Regions from separate parts of the Sus scrofa genome. Here region 2 is linked to region 1. The links are chromatin contacts, called in public Hi-C maps. All regions are on one chromosome and are shown on one strand. The core of a region is the stretch at or near the end of the contact, and the rest is flanking DNA. Distances in the headings are between cores, read along the strand shown. Region 1 has its middle 20 kb from the start of CKAP4. Region 2 has its middle 150 kb from the start of NUAK1.

What was found. Hi-C and Micro-C count contacts between places; a contact is called where the count stands out from the background.
Region 2: a Hi-C map of embryonic fibroblasts shows a contact between it and region 1, with 2.1 times the contacts expected there. A contact is called at or near these places in 2 of 47 Hi-C or Micro-C datasets (embryonic fibroblasts and epiblast stem cells).

What each region holds. Positions count from the first base shown.
Region 1 is chr5:14,039,373-14,042,034 of Sscrofa11.1, forward strand. No RefSeq gene overlaps it. Among named protein-coding and RNA genes, the nearest start is that of CKAP4, 20 kb to the left of the region's middle.
Region 2 is chr5:14,237,248-14,239,909 of Sscrofa11.1, forward strand. No RefSeq gene overlaps it. Among named protein-coding and RNA genes, the nearest start is that of NUAK1, 150 kb to the left of the region's middle.

The DNA of each region.
Region 1 (2,662 bases), core at 114-2,613:
GTCCTAAAGGCCTTGTCCTTCCCACGTCCAGCTAGTTCAGAAGGGCAAGCACTGACCCCTGAAGCAGCTCAGTCCAGTGCTGAATGCTTAGGCATTAACATAAGTAGCAGTCGCCCATAATTGTGTATCTGTGTTTTATGTCACACAGTAGGTAAAACACATTTCTTATCTCACTTAATCCTGGTGATTATCCTGGGGAGGAAGAACAGTGATCGCTGCTTTGCTGATCATTCACTGCAGCTAAGAAGGTTTTATTAATTTGTAGGTAGTTGTTGGGGCCAGGATTCAGACTCACATCCGTCTGTCTCTAACATCTCTTCTTGGTCCGCTAAATCACATTCTCTTTGCCATAGTGATAGAGCTGGCATCCCATAATGTCCAAGGCTACAGCTGTACATACTTGTGCTGTGTATATAATACTGATGGTAAAGAAACTGGGTTTTAGAGGCAGATTATCTGAGCTCAGATCCTGGCCAGACCACTGGCTAACGGTCTGACAGAGGGACAACTGCCGAAGGCCTCAGTTTCCCATTATTAACAGAGATGGTGCTGTTAACACCTACTTCACAGAGTTGTGTGACCTTTAACACAGTCACTACACCTGCAGTATGGAGAACGGTGCCCACCACACCAGAAAGTGTTCAGTACATATTACTGGAAAATTGACAGTAAGGCAGGAAATTGAAAATATGAGTCTTGTGAAATGAGCCCACCTGCGGATGGCCAGAAAAAGATGTGTTTAGAATTTTGAGTCTGAGGCTCTTCAGGTTGTGTGTGTCCTCTAGATACTCACAGTTCCCATCCCCCACTCACTCCTGCATCTCCATCCACTTAGGATTCTTGTCTGGCTTTCAAAGGCATTTGGGATTTTGATCCTTCTAGGGTAGGAGATGAAATAATAGAAATGGTCACCCTGAGAAATAGAAACTTGGGGCTCTTTGGAGATCCCTTTTAAAGCTTGTGACTTCACAGCTTTTTATATCAGAGAAGATCTTTGGGTTCTCTCTGCGTGCAATATGGTTTTTCCTGCCAAGAACAGGGGCTCTGCTAGCCAAGAACCAGGGCCAGCTCCACCTTACCTCCTTCCACAGATGTCTCCCTTCCTCTCGTCCTTCCCAGGGAGGAATCAGGCCCCTTGAGGTCAAAATGGGTGCAAGAGAGAGTGAGTGAGACTTTCAGAGAGAGAGACACAGCCTAGAGCCCCAAATCCCCGAGGAAGTGTCAGAGCCTTAAAAACTGGATGCAGACCCAAGAGCCAATTTCCTTTCAATGCCACTAGAGGGCAGTGTAGTGCAAAGGACGGAGAGGAGATTAGTTCCGGAGCCGCAGGTTCTAGTCCACTCTGCTAGCGGTGATCTGCAAAATAAGCTTGGCGCATTTTCCTGATAGCCCCCTCCAGTTCTAAGGTTCTGAGATCCTGTCAGGAGAGGATCGGGATGAACTAGCCAAGAACTCCAAGTAGGTCTATGTAAGAAACCAGATGTGGGGGAGCGGTGGGGGATGGCGAGAATGGGGTGGTGGTGTAGGCAGCTGAGAGGTTTCTTTTGTGATGGCCCAAACCTTTCTAAGGTTTGAATCCTGCAGGGGGTAAAAAGCCTTAAAGTGTCTCTTTTAGGGTCATGTGCTCGCATTTGGGCAGCATGTCAAACCACCCCAAATAGTTTGGCATTATAGCCTGCTCCTACCCTTGCTGGGGGCAGTTGCTTAATCCAGGGGAAGTATTCAAAATTACCACACATACCACGCACTGGTGGCTTACCCATCCTTGCATTGTGTCATAGCAGAGCCTATTTTTTTCTTGGTGGAAATCCTTCCAGAAATGGCTTGATGGAGAGCCTGTGGTGGCCACGGGGTACCCCTTGGCAGAGATTAAAAAGTGAAGTCAGCAGGCAAAACCCTTTCTGGCTCAGGAGCTCCACTGAACAGGGTGCCTTGCTATGCTTTAGAAACCCCATCAAAGTTCTGGGGGCCCCTGCTGATTTGGGGCAGAGTCTTTTTCCATTGAAGTCACTTGTTAGGGTGTCCTGAAGTCAGAGACAGTGAGGTTGTATCTTAAGAGAGCACTAAGGGTCAGGCTTGTCATTAGAAGATGGATGGGCATTTTCAGTGGTTTGGTGTCTATGCATCTCCATAGGCCTCTAATTCTGCCAGACTCACCCAAAAGCCAGCTGCAAAGGTATAAACTTTGGACCTGTGAGCCTTGTTCAGGAGCCTCCTAGTGAGCTTCCAATTTCCCAGCCTGTTCCTGCATCCGTTGGCTGTGGACCTCTTGCCTCACTTCCTGTTACTACCCTTGGACTTCTTAGAGCTAGTGGGGGCAGGATGGCCTAGTGGCTAGGAACACTGGCTCTGGAGCTTGACCATCTGGGTGTGTGACTCCAGGCAAGTTACCTAAACTTCTTATTGCCTCATTTCCTCACCTGTAAGATGGAGGTGATTATAATAGTACCTGCCTTACACAGTGTTTGTGAGGATGAAAGTGCTTAGCCCAGGGTGGGTAGACACCTGATAAAGATTTGCTGAATATATACACTCAGGTCTACATTGCAGAGACTAGTACATGTAGAGAGGAAAAAATCCCAGAAGAAAACACTTAAAAAAAAATCATTACCTCTACTTCCACGTCTGGCTGAGGTGGATACAGGGACTAAATATACCCACC
Region 2 (2,662 bases), core at 89-2,588, 200 kb after region 1:
GGTTAATCCTACCGCCTGACCTATAGACCATCCCAGCTACAGCCAGATGCTCCATGCTCCCCACCGGCAAGGAGCAGGAGGACGACGGGGAGTAAGGTTTCAAGTCCTCAAACAGACTATTACCTAAAACATGACTTCATGATAATGGACCATGAGGCCCAACGGGGGAAGAGCAGAAGATAAATTGGTGACCAATTTACCAATGATCACTTATCTCGCTTCCTGGGCTTGGTTCATGCTGTTCCCTTCTCTGGAAACTTGTCCCGTTCCTCTGCCTCCACCCAAGGTCTGCCAGTCTCTCAAGGGTCACCTCTTCCAGGAAGTCTTCCCTGACTATCTTTCCCCGCCAGGAGCTTTTGAACAACAGCTGACTCTACTTATTCAATACATCATCATGCCTGGCCAGCTGAGCTGTAATACCTTAATGTTATTCAGAGTTTGTAGTTCATCTCTTTTGAAGAGTCTGCCCAGCTTCATGTGCCACCTAGAAGGCATGTCTGTGAAGTAGTTTCTTGCCCCCGGTCCAGGTAGTGTGTACAAGGTTGGGGCTGGGTGGGTTGGCACTTCACCAAAGCTGGGCCAGTTAGAGCTTTCCCTGGGAATTTGGAACTGGTAATGATGGGGAGAGAGAGGGAGGGAGTGAAGCAGCCTGTTCGCCCAAGAATTTTCTTATGATCCGATCTAGAATGATCTGAGGTTCCCCCCACTCTTGCTCTTGGGCCCGTGACACAGCCTTTTATCTCTCTATGTGTCTCTATGTCTATATACCTATTCCTAGGGTGACCAAAATCCAGCTGGCCAGCCAGTCCTCGTTTGTACCTGTGATCCAAGCATAACTATTTCTAGCCCTCATCCTTATTATACAGATTTAATGCCTTTTCCACCTTAACTAAGCACTTAATCATGCACTGTAGCTGTGACTTTTGCAGTCTGAGGTGCAAGAGCAAAACTGGCACACATTTCTTTTTCCTTCTTCACAATTCCAAAGGTAGACGATTCATTCTTACCATAGATCTTGGCAACCAGGCTTATGATTTTTTTCCTTTCCTTATTAAGCTGAGAGCTTTCATTTTTTTACGTAAAAAGACGCATCTGACAGCTTCTCTCTGGCAGATCTGAATTGCCAGCATTGGGACTCTTGCCCTTTGGGGGCTGTTATTAAGTAAAATAAACCCGAACACAAGTCCTGCCATACCTTGACGGTTGATCTGACCACTTGGACGGCCACTAAACACCTAATGGGTGGAATATGCTGGACAAAGGGTTGAGTCATGTCCCTGGCGGGAGGGAGCAGGACAATGCGGGGTTTCATCACACAACTTAGAAGCGCACGCAATTTAAAACTTATGAGTTATTTATTTCTGGAATTTTCCATGTAATCTTTTCAGACCTCAGTTGACCACAGGTCACTGAAAGCCGTGGAAAGAGAAACCACAGATCGGGGGGGACCACTGTACAAGATAAGTGTGTTATGTCTATGGTTGGCTAAGTATGGGGCACTGACAACCCTAAGAGGCCACACTTTCCATCTGAAACAGAACTTTCTTAGAACACAGAAAGGAGACACAACCAACAAAGGAGCCCTGTTGTATCCTCACTGAGGCCGAAAATGAAGACGGGGAGGGAAAGAGGAACACAGGCGAAGCCATAATTCCTTTTCTTTCCCCTTCCTTCCATTTCCTTCCCTTCTCCTCTCCCCTCCCCTCTCCCCCATCCCCGCCCCTCTCCCCCCTCCCCTCCTTCCTTCTTTCCTTCCCTCTTTCATCATTCCCGAAAGGATGTACATGTATTAAGAAATGAAAAAAATTAAAAAAAAAATTTTTTTTGGTCTTTTTAGGGCCACACCCGCAGCAAATGGAGGTTGCCAGACTAGGGGTCCAATCGGAGCTGCAGCCACCAGCCTACACCACAGCAACACAAGATCCAAGCCGCGTCTGCGATCTATACCAGAGCTCACAGCAGTGCGGGATCCTTAACCCACTGAGCGAGGCCAGGGATCAAACCTGCGACCTCACAGTTCCTAGTCAGATTTGTTTCCGCGCGCCACAATGGGAACTCCAGAAATGAAAACAATCGAGTTCGTTTTGTGCAGCGTTTCTTCTCTTCTGGCAAAAACAAAATACATATGTATCTAAGAGCCGCAGAACAAGAATTATGCACTCTTGGTGATTCTGCATGTGAGTTAAATGCCTTTAAAACAGATATTGCACACTATAAAGATGAATGAATGGTAAAAATAATTTGTGCTAATAATTTAAAATAATTAAAAATTTTAATTTTTCTCTCCTTAGAATGACATTAAATGGCAAATAGAGAGTACCATGGAAAGTCGCAAGAGAGACTGTGGAGGAAAGAAAAACATTTTCATACCTTTAATGGCACTACTGCACTTTGAATAGGAGGCTCACATTTTAATTTTGTGCTGAGTCCTGCAAACTATGGAGTTGGGGTCGTCCATAAAAGAAATGGGTCAGGAGCCCCACATTGCCAAGTTCTGCTGTTTTTCCCCATTAAATATCTTTTCTATCTGTCCCTTGAGGCTTATTAGCCTGGTAGTCTCTTCATGGTCCTGCTTTCCCTCAGCTCCTTCAGTTTGACCATCTTTCTGGGAGATGCCCCCACTCCCATGCTTTAAGGAGGGTTGGCATGTCTAGAAAAAAGC